Linked DNA regions of Mus musculus: regions 2 and 3 are each linked to region 1. Evidence: chromatin contacts called from public HiChIP or PLAC-seq data. All regions are on one chromosome and are shown on one strand. The core of a region is the stretch at or near the end of the contact, and the rest is flanking DNA. Distances in the headings are between cores, read along the strand shown. Region 1 overlaps Zfp366 (zinc finger protein 366). Region 2 has its middle 38 kb from the start of Ptcd2. Region 3 overlaps Ptcd2 (pentatricopeptide repeat domain 2).

Region 1 (4,824 bases), core at 2,316-4,815:
GGGCAAGCCCTCTTCCACGGAGCTCCAACCAGACCACAGAAAGAAACCTAGTCATGTATTTCCTGGTGGGTTTGTTAGTCAGTATGGGGAGGAAGGAACGGTGAATGCCACAGAGCCATGATCATCTAGAGCAGTGGTTCTCAACCTTCCCAAGCTGCGACCCTTTAACACAGTTCCTCATGTGGTGGTGACCCCCAACCATAAGGTTATTTCATTGCTACTTCATAACTGTAATTTTGCTACTGTTATGAATTTTAATATAAATATCGGATATGCAGGATACCTGATAGATGACCCCCAAAGGGGTCTCAATCCATAGACTGAGAACCGCTGCTGCTCTAGTGTAAGGCGATGAATGTGCGGAGGAGATTCTTAAAGCTGAATTCTAGACTATTAAAACTTTCATATCTTCTTTCTGCCTTTGCCAGATGGAAACATCCATTAAATCTGAACAAGATGGTATCAGAAACCCTGATACCATCTACAAGAAAATTCCTCTCAGGAGGATTTGTGAGAACCAGATGTGGTTGTGTCCATGAGAGGTCGGACATGTTGCGAATCAGAATAAGCTCTGGGGTCACCACACCACCACCATCTCAATATTGGGCTACATTTGGGTGCTTTCTTGATCTCAGGTAGACGATGGACGCAGTCATAAAAGATAGAAAGATACATCTAAGGAGGTAAAGAATAATATGAATCAGATAGTTCTGGAAAATGATTTAGCACTGTGTGCCAAGACCTGGAAACTCAGACATTTATTCCACAACTCTAGCTCTGAAGAATCTAGTCTGAGGAGATGATAATGAACAGAGCTTTACGAGTGAAGTTGTTTATTTTGTACATTGATCTGTATACTGCATAGAGATTTAGATTACATAGTGCCATCAGGAAAATAAAAATCCATGCATAGTAAAAGGAACGAACCAAAATATTAACATCACTATTTTGAGATTATTGATTATTTTAATTTTCTTCTTCAGGATAAAATTTTACAGTGGTAATGGATTTATATTATTTAAAAGTCATTAAAAGCAAATTATGTGGAATTCTTTGTCATAATCAAATGCCATTGCCAACACATTCTTGGGTTTAATATGTCATGATCAATAGCTGGCATATCTCAACTGCATTTCTGCCTTTCCTGTTTGCCATCACTCTGGGAGGGGGAAGACTATCTCTGTGATACAGCTCTGCTATTTTTGTTGTCCTTTGTTTTTTTTTTTTTGTTTTGTTTGCTTTGGTTTGGTTTTTGCCAGCAGCTTTCTTACACCCAGAGAGCTGAGTTACCTGTCGGTTTTAGGATGCCTGTATTGTGGTTCTCCCTTCTATTTCCTATATATCAGTTCTTCCCATGATGCCCACAAGCTATTAATTAGCTCATAGCCTGTTTCTTCAAGGGTAGACTGCCCCAGGGAACAGTCACTGTAAAATTTGGTTTGCTCAATCCTCCCTGGACGTCTACATTCATATTGAATTTCTCATTGATAAATAGCTATTCACAATGAGAATATCAGAAGTTTCAGAAAATGCTGTAAACTAGGAATCTGATATTTTATTATTAAAAATACCTCCACAGGAATACCTCTGCATCTCCTTTCCTTCTTTCTCTTCTTTCTTTCATTTCCTTCCTTCCTTTCTTCTTCCTTCCTTTCTTCTTTCCTCCTTCCTTTCTTCTTCCCTCCTTCCTTTCTTCTTCTTCTTCTTCTTCTTCTTCTTCTTCTTCTTCTTCTTCTTCTTCTTCTTCTTCTTCTTCTTCTTCTTCTTCCTCCTCTCTCTCTCTCTCTCTCTCTCTCTCTCTCTCTCTCTCTCTCTCTCTCTTTCTTTCTTTCTTTCTCCATGCTGGCCTTGAACTCATAGCTACCCTCCTGCCTCAGCCTCACAGAGGCACGGCTATTCGTTTTTGTTTTCTTGTGAGTGCTCTGTCTTGGTTGGCATGGAATCTCACTCAGTACAGCCCGAACCCTAAGCTCCCAATTGTTGGGCCTATAGCTATGCCTACCACTTCCACCACAGATGGACTGCTTTCATAAGAAATCCAAAGACAGCTAACAATCTAGTAGAACTATCCTGCAGAGGGGTTGGAGATATTGGTAGAAATTAATACAATTTTCTTGAGAATTAGTCTCAACCACTTAAATTAAAAGATGTCAAGAAATAGAAAACAAATGGCTGGTAGGATCCCATTTCTAAAAGAACTCTCTCTTTAGCCAAAACTTCCAAGGAAATACTCTTAATTCAGGACAAACTAGAAGCCTTATGTATATTTAGGCTTACAAAACAGGTGTCTCTGGATTGTCACCCCTGGTCAGTTTTCACGTACTTCCGTCCCAGTCCAGACCCAGCTGCTTCACGTCTTTGCACTGACTTGTTCTTTGTGGTTGGTTTTAATCTGCTTTTACAGAGTGCCACTCCCCTAGCAAAGATTCGGATGCATGGTGGATTCACTCTGGGTGGCTCTACCTTAGAGAAGACTCTACGAAGTTCCATACATTGTACAAAACAAGTCAGTCCATGGAACTGATAGTATCTTCCTCCCAGAATCCTTCATTTTCCCTGTGTGTGTGTGTGTGTGTGTCTGTGTGTCTGTGTGTCTGTGTGTTAAGAGTTTAATGTTTTGTTATTGTTTCCGATGCTGGGGATCCAACCTAAGCTCGCTGTCTCCGAGCTGCAGCCCCAGCCAGGCCTTGAACTTGCTCGGTAGGCTAGCCAGGCATTGAGGTTTCCATCTTGTTTGTCAGTTTTTTTTGAGCCAATAGGACTGTAGGTTGGTACCACTAGATCTGATTTGAAAGGTTTTGTTTTTTGTTTGTTGTTTTTTGTTTTAACAAATCATTGATACCATTCTATTGTCTTGCCATTGGATTCATTTTATCCGATTTCGACTTTAGTTATGTTTGTAATTAATTTCTGCATTTTTAGATGTTGTATATTACTCTCATATGTCCCTTAACGGTGGGAATATTTTCTGAGAAAGATGTTGCTTGTCAGTTTCATCATCTGCATCCATCACAGACTATACTCCTAAGCCTCTATGGCTACAATGTCAGCGGACAATATAATCCTTTAGAACTAACAGAAGGTCCTTCCCTGACCATAACATTCACACAATGTCGTGATGAATTACGACATTTGTCAAATGATGTAAACATCTTTTCATCGGCTATTCTCTTTCTAATTTTATGTGATTCGGGGGGTATATGTGTTTTTTTTTTTTTTATGTATTCATTCTATCCAATTTTCTAGTTCCTATTTTGTAGGCTTGAGACAAAGACCCCAGTGCTCTGTTTTCTAGTGAGTAGAGAGTCTGAGGTGGACAAAGCTGGTACAGTGTTCCATCACCTGTCACTGTCATTCAAACAACTGGGCAGGCAGTGGGTTTGGGAGAAGAGGTTCATGGTCCACTCATCCCGAGGAGGAGGGGCCCCTCTGAAACAGGAAGAATGGGAGTGAGAAGTGGCCTCTGAGGGAAGTTGTGATGGCGACTCCTGTGAGGAGTGCATGTGTACTTCATGATTTAAAGCGTCAGGTGACTAGAGACTGAATGACTGTCCTCTAACCTTTATCAAGGCCAGAGCATCTGGATGATTTTAGAGGGACAACTTCTCCCCAGACTGAGTGATTCAGAGCTGGGATTTCTTGGGGTGAGTGGGTAAATCCTTTGTGGGGCTAGCAACGTAATGAGGAAGCAAAGGCTGGCCAGGGTCCTAGGCCAATCCCCCCTCCTCCAGCAGGTCCCTACTTAACAAGTGCATGAAGTTTCCCCCTTATAAAGATCTTTTGCATGCCAGACTTTGTTCCCATGGAAAGGGCATAGGGCACTCGGTGTTTCCTGTTCTTTGTAGAGGGCAAAAAGAAAGAGACTTAGAACTTTAACTGACTTTCTGAGCTCATGTGGTGGTGACTGACATGAGGCAAGGTGAGCAGACTGTTAGAAAGAGCCTGTATGACCTAAAGGACGCCACTCGGCAAGCTCGGGGTTCAACCGTGTGAACTCTGACCTCAGGCAGGTAGCTTCTACTCTGTAGTTTTATCTCTCTTCCACGGAATGGAACAGTGGTGCCTCTCTTGCAGGATTCATCCGAGGCCTCCGTTTTGCAATATTTCACTTCCCTCAATTCTTATATTGACTTATGTTGGTGTTGTGCAGTTTTGAATGCTACCTGGGAACTCAGGGAGAAGCCGTTCTGTAGAGATGGAATCTAGCACCCAGTGGGTACTGCACGCAGTTCCCAGGATAACCCGGAAGCTTTCCTCAGTCCTTGGATGGGTCCTTGTGTGGTTCTGTACCCACACCTTGTGCCCTGATGTGTGAAGAAGTAAGACTCACTTGAAAGAGCTCAGTTATTTACCCAGTAGACGTTGTGTTCTGAGCCCTGTGACTGCTCACAACAGTTCACATACAGACATAAGAGATCCCCATTGAAAGGAAAGATTTCAGAAGTGTGCAAAGAGAGCTTGGTGTCCAGATTCAAATCAGAAAGAAGTCAGCAAGTTACAGCCCTCAGGACAAGTCCAGATTACTACCTGTTTTTATAAATAAAGTTTTATTAGAACACAGACACTCCCATTTGTTTACTGATCACTCTGGCTGCTCTCTTCTTCCTTTTCAACGGCAATTTTGATCAGCTGCAACAGAGATTGTGTGTCTTATAAAGGCAAAAGATATTTATCATTTGTTCGTTCGTAGTAAAATTTGCTGGCCTCTAGAAAAGACCTATTACTGCCAGGCTAGATGATCTCCAACAGATCATTTATACTCACAGTGACTCTGATTCCTCATGGGTAAAAAGGATGTGCTGAGTGTGTTAACTCACACCTATA
Region 2 (4,575 bases), core at 1,069-3,568, 95 kb after region 1:
CTGCGAGGCCGTTGGCACTTTTCCAAGAATCTATATTGGATTCCACCCTCTCACTCTGAAATTTCAGCATGATTCTGGAAGGGAGTGAATCTATGTATCCTGGCCTCTGGGCTTTCTCCAAGGTCTGGTGACTTCCTAACTGGGCCACCCCTTGGTGGCATCTTTCCCAGAGGTCCTTCAGTACCATACCAGAACTTCGTTTTCCCATAGAAACCCTGTCCTAAGGTCCCATAGAGGCTTGTTGGCTTAGGATCTTCAATGGGTACAAGGAAGTTATCAAGAAACAGAAGAGGGGTTTAGAGCTCCCTAAGCCTCAGTCTGGCCTGAGAGTCTTGCTGCACAGATGAAGAACATGATTAGGCTGCAGCCTGCAAAGGGTGGAGAGAAAAGCCGGAAATGAGCTTAGATCTGCCTAACTCCCTACCCCATTCTGTGCATTGACTGGGCAGCTTCAAAGAAAGAAAACAGCCCGGCCCCGCCCCAAATGGCGAATGGATCAAGCCAGGGTGTAGAGACAAGCAAACAGTGGCTACCGAGGGACCAGATTCTCAGTGAGGACACACAGCCAGATTCTTGCCCAATAGAAAGGACGGGCTAAAGTGTCACTGACATATTTGGAGGTCATGCAAAGTCACAGAAGGCGAGGCACGAGTGACGAGTGACGTCTCTGAGGCAGCTGTTTGGATTAAAAGATTAGTCTAGAGACAGGTGTCACACGGGTTGGACTAGGAAAAGCTAAAGGTGGTTTAGACATGCAACTCTAGATGACCTCTTTTTTTTTCATTAATTTATTTATTCATTTTAAAGCCCAATTGAAGCCCCTGCCTCCTCTTGGTCCCCCCTCACCCAGTTCCTCCCCCATTCTCCCCTTCCTTTGTTCTCTGAGAAGGGCAGACACCCCTGGGTATCACTCCACCCTTACACATCAAGACACTGTATGAGAGAATGAAGCTCTGGTATAGTACTGAAGGACCTCTAGGAAAGAGGCCACCAAGGGGTGGCCCAGTTAGGAAGTCACCAGGACTAGGTATATCCACTCCCACTGATGCCAGACAAGGCTGCTCAGTTAGGGGAATGGGATCCACGGGCAGGCAACAGATTTAGGGACAGCCCCCGCTCCAGTTGAAGACCAAGCTGCACATCTGCTGCATATGTGTGGAGGGCATAATTCCAGCCTGTATATGCTCTTAGGTTTATGGTTGACACTCTGGGAGCCCTCAAGGATCCAGGCCAGTTGATTATGGTGGTCTTCCTGATGAGTTCCTATCTCCTCCAGGTCCTTCAATCCTCCCTCCAACTCTTCCACAAGACTCCCGAGCTCTGTCCAGTGTTTGGCTTTGGGCCTTGGCATGTTTCAGTAAGCTGTTGGGTGGAACCTTCTAGAGGCTCTTTGAATCTCAGAGAACACTTCACAATTGGCTTCATACTCCCAAGACTGTTCCAAGTCTTTCCAAGTATCTTTTTCTCTGTAACACTCATGAGCTTGGAATTGCCAATTCTCTGTGTTAGAAACAGAACTCTGCTGCATGGCAGCACCTTTGATTAAGAGACATGATGGTAATTACAAGGGGTGGTAGTGCTTGCCTTTAATTTCAGCACTCAGGTGGTAGAGACAGGTGGATCTCTGAGTTCCAGGTCAACCTGGTCTAACAGAGAGAGTTCCAGGACAGCCAGGGCTACACAGAGATACCCTGTCTTGAGAAAACAACAACAACCAGAAATGGTTACAATTTCTTGTAATAAATCCTGCCAGAAGCTTCTAAAACTGTGTTTTGGGAGAACATGTGTGGGGTGTGTGTGTGTGTGTGTGTGTGTGTGTGTGTGTGTGTGTGTGTATGTGTGTGTGTGTGGTGTGTGGTGTGTGTGTGTGTGTGTGTGTGTGTGTGTGTGTGTGTGTGTGTGTGAGTATGAGTGCATGTGTGTACTGGTGTATGTATACATATGTTCATGGAGGTCTGAGGTCATCTAGGGCTATATATTCCTTAGAATACAATCCACCTTGTTTATCTGATCGTCTCTCACTGGCAATAAACTTGCCAAGCAGGCTGAGTTGAGGCCTAATGGACCTATGGATCTGCCTGTTTTTGTCTCCCAGTCCTGGGATTACAAGCAAGGGCCCCAACTTTCCGTTTTCTTACATAGGATCTGGGAATCAAACTCGAGTCCTCCTAGTGCTTGCACAGAAGTCCTTTACCTAAATCTCCCCAGCCCCCTGAAATTGAGTTTTGATTTTTAAAAACAGAACTACTCTGAAGGGTAGCGAGTACTGAGAAGCCGAGGCTGTGGTCTAAATTTCCCCTGAAAGTCTTAACCGCCACTGTGATGTTGTATCTGTATCAATCACACTATTCCCATCTCTGCTCTCTGTTCCTGTCGCTCGAGTGTGAGAAGAGAGATGATTAAGATAAAGGAGAAGTTCCTAGGACTTTACCTTCTAGTTCTCCTTTTTCTTTCCAGCGTAAAATGACCAAGGAATTGTAAGAAGTTGCAGGCGGCAGCGACACTACTTGTGCATTTGTGCAAGCATGAACCAAAGAAGCAAATTCCATTTTTCTCTGTGCATTTCGCAGCTACTGAGGCTACTGGAATGGTTTGGCTGTGGTACACCAAGAACAAGAACAGTACTGGCTTGGAAACATATATTTCTGTCACTAGAGATTAAATATGAAGTTTGGAGGGGAGCCCGCCAGGTTTCTTGGTGAGAAGATGAAGGATTTTTAATCTTGAGACCCCGAGGAGGTCAGTAATTACTTAGCTGCAAAGTAGTAAATCAAAATGGTGACAGACTTGTGTGCCTTTCTGTCGAAGGCAAAAATGTGGAGCCTTTCTTCCTTGACATATTTTAATAAACCCAACTTATAACTTTGACAAACCCACGGTGGTATGGGGGGGTATCTTTTGTGCACAAGTTAACCTCCATCCAATGAAATAGTAGTAACACTGAGAGAGACATGTGAATTGGTTAGCTTCGCTAACCTCCGCATGGACACCGCTAGCCTTGGTGTGCACATCACTGCACTAGAAGCAAGCACTATAGAACCTTTTCTCTCTCTGTTTCTGTCTCTGTCTCTGTCTCTGTCTCTGTCTCTGTCTCTGTCTCTCTCTCTCTCTCTCTCTCTGTCTCTCTCTGTCTCTCTCTTTTTTTCCCGAGACAGGGTTTCTCTGTATAGCCCTGGCTGTCCTGGAATTCACTTTGTAGACCAGGCTGGCCTCGAACTCAGAAATTCACCTGCCTCTGCCTCCCGAGTGCTGGGATTAAAGGTGTGGGCCACCTTTTCAAACGAGTGCAATGGCAGTGATGACAAAACCCTGAGTGGAGCAGGGGTAAGTGGTTATAGTATCCAATTCCATTTAAAGACTCCGAGGATACGTGTTACTCAGAACTTCCTCAGCCCAGTTTTAAAATCAACTCCTAGCATCCTCAGTGCTTGAAGCCTGGGCCATTAGACTCATTATCCATGGATTTATATAAAGTTCGTGTGTCCAAGGACTGTGTGGACATACATGCTTGACTAGCAAGTCAGAGCACTCTAGTGCTGCATGTGTGTGAGGACCTGTTGTTAACGCCTTAGTCCTGAGGACTGGAACCACCTGATGCTTGAGGTCACCATGTCTTCCTCTTCGCCCTGACATAGCTGGACTTGCTGGAGTTTTACGTAGGAGTTATAGGAAATAGTAACAGAGAACAGAACTGGCTTGGTCAAAATTAACTCTCTACGTTGTGCTAGTGGTAACTAGTTCAAACCCATGGAGGTCCAGGTAGGATCTCGTGTACGCATTCGCATGTCTTAGAGTGTTAAAATCCAGGGTAGACCAACCATAGCAGAAATAAGGGTTATTGGTGTTTAAACTCCTTGGAGGAAAGAGTAAGCAGTAGGAAGTTTGAGCTTCTTGGACAAGGAAAGGAAGTCTTGTGCCAATCTTACAGAAGAAGAGCCCCCAGGGAACATGGAGTTCTCTCACTAGGGTAATGAAGGGACATGGTTTATAGTACCCATACTGAGACACTCATTTTTTTTTCTTCCAAAACAAAGCAGTATCATTGAGCACAACACTGAGCTATGTCTCTTCCCAGGGAACTTGTAAATTCCTATGTGGTGACTCTGTCATGGGGCTGTAAAATCTCTGGTTACTCGGGGCTCGGAGAATTCAAGGTTATCTGCAAAAGCTGAAATTGTTTGGAATGGGTCCAAGCTTTCTAGTTCTGACAGGAATAAAGCATGTCAGGGACAGAAGTCAAGAATGAAAGCAATTGTGGAGGACTAGAACATTCTAGAAGCAGTAGCAGACAGAGGTGGGCGGGTAGGGCTGGGAGGAGAGATAGCGAAGGTGTGTGGGGAAAAGGAGGAGACATGGTTTTCGTTTTGGAAATCCAACCCCCTTGGGGACTCAGAGCCCAAACCCTTTGTGCCCATCTACCAAGTTCTGAATCTCGGTCCGGGCTGTGGAGGGCCCACAGGCAAGGCTTCCTCTGAATCGCTGCTCAAAGGTTGGCTCCTGTGAAAACACCGCCATCTCCACTCGTTTGGGGATGTGAAAGGTTTAGGATGGTGAACTCAGTCACACTAGTCTGGG
Region 3 (5,085 bases), core at 2,427-4,926, 110 kb after region 1:
GTAGCAGCAGCTGCTCCAGACCAGGGAAATGGAAAGCAGTTACTCGGTCAGCAGGGACCGGCTGAGAGGCTGTAAGGTCCGGTGGCTGACTGCCCTCTTCTTTAACAGCAACAAGTTGGATCTCTTGTCCCGGGGGACGTGGCAGAGCAGAGCATCCAAAGAATGAACGGTGATTTGACCGTTCACGTGCAGCTTCCCATAGACCTCATCGAATCTGGCTATGAGTGCAGGGCTGTCCTTCAGTTTTTCCCTCACTTTGGCCAGCTGGAAAAGAGTAATCATTACATCACAGTGAGGTCTTCCTATCCTCTTAGAAGCAGAAACAGACATGTAGAAATGTACAGCATATATATAAGGATAAACACCAGGGCACATAGGCATGAGACTGACTATGAGAGAGAGCCATATCATTTTACCTTCGAGAGGCAACTCAAAACAGCACACGTTTTACAATGAGACATAAGCGGGGAGGTCAGAGGCCAACAGCATCCATAAAATACAGTAAGGGCGGTGGGTGGGGCAGGTTATACAGGGAGTAAGGGCGGTGGGTGGGGCAGGTTATACAGGGAGTAAGGGCAATAGGTGGGACAGGTTACACAGAGAGCAAGGGCAGTGAGTGGGGTAGGTTATACAGGGCTTCACGCAGTGCACAGAATGGTGCTTGGGATTCACCTAAAAGCCACAGGGATGGCGAGGGTGACTGTCTGATGGAGACTTCACAAGCTGCACAGAGAATAAGCCCAGAGAACAAACGGTGACTGGGACTGGGAGAAGCACAGGAGATGCGGAGGTGACTGCACATGGGGCACACTGTGGGGTGACAGTGAAGGACTCCCTCTAAGGAGCTGAAGGAAGGGGATCAATGTCACCCTCCTAACTTGGGTCTTAGCAACGTGACGATGGACACTGAGAGGGAGTGTTATGGGGAGGAGAGGGAGATCCAAAATTGGATGAACGATCCATAATTCTATTCTGGAGGTGAAACATTGGGGTGGACATGCCAAGGAGGCCACTGACAGGTCTATTATATGGACCAGAGCTCTCAACAGCAGCCTCAGGTCCATCACTAACCCTGCAAAAATGGGTCAGCTCAAAATCTGAATGGCTGATAGTGTGCTAGTCGCTTTCTTCAGTTTGCTTCTATTTCCTCCCACCAAAGGAAGCAAGGGTTACCTGAGAGCGAGGAGCAAGGGAAAGGTATGGATACTTGAGAGAAAACTGAAAAGGTGTGAAGTCATTATTCAGAGGAGGGAAGGGACCTATAGAATAGTACAGGGAGAGAGCAACATGGGAGGGACCTGAGAAGTCCAAAAGCCACGCAAGAGAGACTGCTGTGTCTGGCCTCTTGCTGCACAGGTGGTCTCGGGACCGGAACACCAGGTGAGCACGTGAGCTTGCACTCGGTGTCACCTGCAGCGTTGGCACACTTACCACTTCCTCTGAGAATGTGTGTCTTCTTACAAATTTCGATAAATTTGTGTCAAGAGAGTCCTCTAAGATCTTTAACAGGCTTTCCAACATATTTGACTGGATGTGGATCAAGATCTGAATAAAAACCAGAGAAGACTGAGCTGGCATTTCAATGCTGAGGTACGCCTGAGCTGACAGGCACCCCTTTTAAATACTATTCCCTAATTCGTTAGCATATACATGTTTTTTAAGTGCTTTGCATGTACACTCATCAGCCAAAATGTACTTTAATATAGATAATGACATCGCCATAGTGGGACTAGAGAGGAAGCTCATATCAGAGGTGCTTCATACACCAGTCTTGAGTTTGATTCCTGAATTCCACAAAAGAAAACACACACACACACACACACACACACACACACACACACACACAAGAAAACAAAATAAATACCCCAACTTTAAACCCTGGCTGATGTCTCAGTGAAGCCTACTTACACTGTACCCATTAAAGACCCTTCAAAACTAGGCACCAAGTTTTCAAAATGACATTGCTAACGAATTCCTATCAGCCCGACACACACAGCACATGGAAAAGCAAGGCTCATTTCACCTGTAATTATCAGTACTCACTAGGACAATGTGAGACACAGGAGAAAAGGTTTTAAAAATGAGAATAACTGAGAATTCATCAACCAATGTTAATCACTGTTTATAATTTGATGTTATCTTCAAAATGTATTTTCTGTAAAATTGGATCTTTCCTTTGTCAGCTACTAAATAATGTGTAACACAAGAAATAATTGGAAAAAAACATCATATTGAATGAATGCATAGCAATTAATCATGGAAATAAACCATGTTGTTTTATATGACTGATGTGTACATTAAAATAAAAACCTGGCAATTTCTTGGACTTGATGAAATTATTAAAGCAAAAGGAATAACCGCTTTTGAAGCCGGGGTCCTTGTGAGAGGCAGTGTTACCCTTCCACCCTACACTAGCCATTTTGTTTCCCCCTTCTTCAGTCTTGCCTGTGTGCTGGGATATTTGCATCTTTACTGTCGTAACAGAACCGATGCTTCAGAAGGGGGGAAGCTCATTCACTCCAAGTGCTGGAGGTGCAGGCCATGGAGCTAGCCTGAGCTCGGCTCGGGAAGGTGCTGGAGGTGCAGGCCATGGAGCTAGTCTGAGCTCGGCTCGGGAAGGTGCTGGAGGTGCAGGCCATGGAGCTAGCCTGAGCTCGGCTCGGGAAGGTGCTGGAGTGCAGGCCATGGAGCTAGCCTGAGCTCGGCTCGGGAAGGTGCTGGAGGTGCAGGCCATGGAGCTAGCCTGAGCTCGGCTCGGGAAGGTGCTGGAGTGCAGGCCATGGAGCTAGCCTGAGCTCGGCTCGGGAAGGTGCTGGAGGTGCAGGCCATGGAGCTAGCCTGAGCTCGGCTCGGGAAGGTGCTGGAGGTTCAGGCCATGGAGCTAGCCTGAGCTCGGCTCGGGAAGGTGCTGGAGGTGCAGGCCATGGAGCTAGCCTGAGCTCGGCTCGGGAAGGTGTTCAAGCCCGTATAGGGCAGATGGTGGGGCCTGGCAAGGCTTCCTCCCTCCTGAGAGCACACCCCTGTGACCTCGGTGCCACCCTCTAAATATCTCACACATGTATATAATGACTCTTGGCCACGTCGAGCCTTCCATTCCCTTCTCCCCTACCACTCCCTCTGGAACCCTGCCTCTTCCCAACACGCCTTTCTACAAGTATGTGGCTTATATAATATGTCACTGGCTACACTTCCTCAAGAGAAGAGCCTCTGCCTCTTCCAAACACCATTAACTGCCAACCGCTCCTCACATAAGGAGGGAGCCTCATGTAGGCGCTGCCTCTTAGAGGTCTCCTACCTCATTCCCACCACAGTAAGGGTCAAGCCTCCAATAAACAGACTCCTGAGAGACAGAAGCAAACCTCAAGCCAAGCAGCTCATCGGGGGAGGGCTATTTTGGTCCCCAAGAACTTCACGGTATTAAAGGCCTAACCTGTCTTAGCACACACACGAGTGCAGTGGGCAGGCTAGCCACTTGTCAGCACCTCTGCAAGGTAAACTGTCTTCCAAATGAGTCTCTAAAGTCGTGTGCCAGCTTTCTGGAGAGATGATAGATATCCAAATGCAATCACAGAGTGCCCCACCCTGGCCTCGCGGCTTTCAGATGTATCTGCAGTGGGAACTCATCTGTGATGTCAAGTGGCATTGCTCAGAAGGCCTGTGGTTCTCTTGAGACTGACAGGGGAGTGAACATGCGTGTGTCCCGATGAGATCATAGGCTAAATTAATGCAGGATGTGGCAAGTACCAGCTGGGAAAATAAGGAACCAGGCCCTCTGGGTCATAGAGGCAGCAGATGCAAGTCAGATATAAAATTCTGTTGGGGGTGGGTGGGTTATGTAAGTTCAAACTCTAATTCAGGGATTAGAAGCAACATATTGTAATATAACACACCCATTTTTAAAACAGACCAAACAAAAGAGAGCCCCCATCTGTATTTGCTGATACTGACTGCGCTCTCTCTGGACAGCCTTTTGTCAGGCTAACAAACTGTTTACAGATTCCAAGGAGGTGACAACCTTGGGAAAGCTGAGGCCAGTTTGTCATTCAAAAGAGCAAGCCAAGCCTCCCCAGTGAATGTCAGCTGTCTCTTCCTTATCAACCCAGGAGGATGGTGAAGCAGGTTTATAATGCAACATGAGGAACTCAGATTGGACATCTGGAGTTTCCAAGTGGGATTTCTTAAAGATTAAGAGCGTTTTAATAAAGCTTCCCGAGAGTAGAGAATTCCTTGACTGCATTCACACAGAGGATAGATGGAAGTTTACATCAATTCAAGTTCCTTATGTGTGGTCCTTAACCACACATGCCGATGCTACTCCCATGCTGCCGATGCTACTCCCACGCCGGCCGGCGGCTTTCCTCCACATCAGAGGGCAGATGCTGCTTTGCATGTGCAGACTCCAACCCAAGGCTTGACTTTTGTGATGGTTTGTGTATGCTCGGCCCAGGGAGTGGCACTATTAGGAGGTGTGGCCTTGTTGGAGTGGGTGTGTCATTGTGGGTGTGGGCTTTAAGACCCTCATCCTAGCTGCCTGGAAGCCAGTATTCTCCTAGCAGCCTTTAGATGAAGATGTAGAACTCTCAGCTCCTCCTGCACCATGCCTGCCTGGATGCTGCCATGTTCTTGCCTTGATGATAATGGACTGAACCTCTGAACCTGTAAGCCAGCGCTAGCTAAATGTTATCCTTTATAAGACTTGCCTTGGTCATGGTGTCTGTTTACAGCAGTAAAACCCTAACTAAGACATTTCTTCTCCCTCTCAGCAGGCTTAAGGTATATTCCTACCAAAACACTGTCTGACTGTGAAAAAGTTAATTACTATGTTTTTGTTAACAACTGCAAGAGACAGGTATGAACAGCAGCTGAAACCCACAGAATGGGCCACCTGTAGCGGATCATGCTAGTCAGTCCCATGATCTTTCCACGACTGCCAGATGTAGTGAGTGAGTCCCAGGCCCGGATGACAGACACAGCCTTCCTAGTTTCATAGTCTCACCTTTCTGGAGAAGTGAAAGACCCTGGGCTTTACAGTCTGCTGTCTACTTAACTGTGGGAACCTGGCGACACAGGTCAGAAGAGGACATC

The links. HiChIP or PLAC-seq counts read pairs in DNA pulled down with a chosen protein or histone mark.
Region 2: an H3K27ac HiChIP or PLAC-seq map of bone marrow-derived dendritic cells shows a contact between it and region 1, with 3 times the contacts expected there. The contact joins two enhancer-like sites. A contact is called at or near these places in 7 of 484 Hi-C or Micro-C datasets (bone marrow-derived dendritic cells, bone marrow-derived macrophages, embryonic stem cells and 3 more) and 2 of 115 datasets of contacts at active chromatin or transcription factors (bone marrow-derived dendritic cells and embryonic stem cells).
Region 3: an H3K27ac HiChIP or PLAC-seq map of bone marrow-derived dendritic cells shows a contact between it and region 1, with 2.7 times the contacts expected there. The contact joins two enhancer-like sites. A contact is called at or near these places in 3 of 39 promoter capture datasets (the SN4741 cell line, cranial neural crest and embryonic stem cells), 5 of 484 Hi-C or Micro-C datasets (bone marrow-derived macrophages, embryonic stem cells, muscle stem cells and 1 more) and 2 of 115 datasets of contacts at active chromatin or transcription factors (bone marrow-derived dendritic cells and bone marrow-derived macrophages).

The regions. Positions count from the first base shown.
Region 1 is chr13:99,207,681-99,212,504 of GRCm38.p6, forward strand. All of the region lies in intron 1 of Zfp366 (zinc finger protein 366), which reads left to right. Among named protein-coding and RNA genes, the nearest start is that of Zfp366, 25 kb to the left of the region's middle. Within about 2 kb of position 3,566, at least 7 of the 459 cell types and tissues checked have an H3K27ac peak or open chromatin away from gene starts, as enhancers often do. A contact at or near this core is called in bone marrow-derived dendritic cells and muscle stem cells, where this site is marked.
Region 2 is chr13:99,303,998-99,308,572 of GRCm38.p6, forward strand. No RefSeq gene overlaps it. Among named protein-coding and RNA genes, the nearest start is that of Ptcd2, 38 kb to the right of the region's middle. Within about 2 kb of position 2,319, at least 26 of the 459 cell types and tissues checked have an H3K27ac peak or open chromatin away from gene starts, as enhancers often do. A contact at or near this core is called in bone marrow-derived dendritic cells, where this site is marked.
Region 3 is chr13:99,320,130-99,325,214 of GRCm38.p6, forward strand. Ptcd2 (pentatricopeptide repeat domain 2) reads right to left here. Exons shown (of 10, transcript NM_026873.2): 9 at 1,432-1,545; 10 at 1-264. The coding sequence ends at 40. Among named protein-coding and RNA genes, the nearest start is that of Ptcd2, 22 kb to the right of the region's middle. Within about 2 kb of position 3,677, at least 51 of the 459 cell types and tissues checked have an H3K27ac peak or open chromatin away from gene starts, as enhancers often do. A contact at or near this core is called in bone marrow-derived dendritic cells and muscle stem cells, where this site is marked.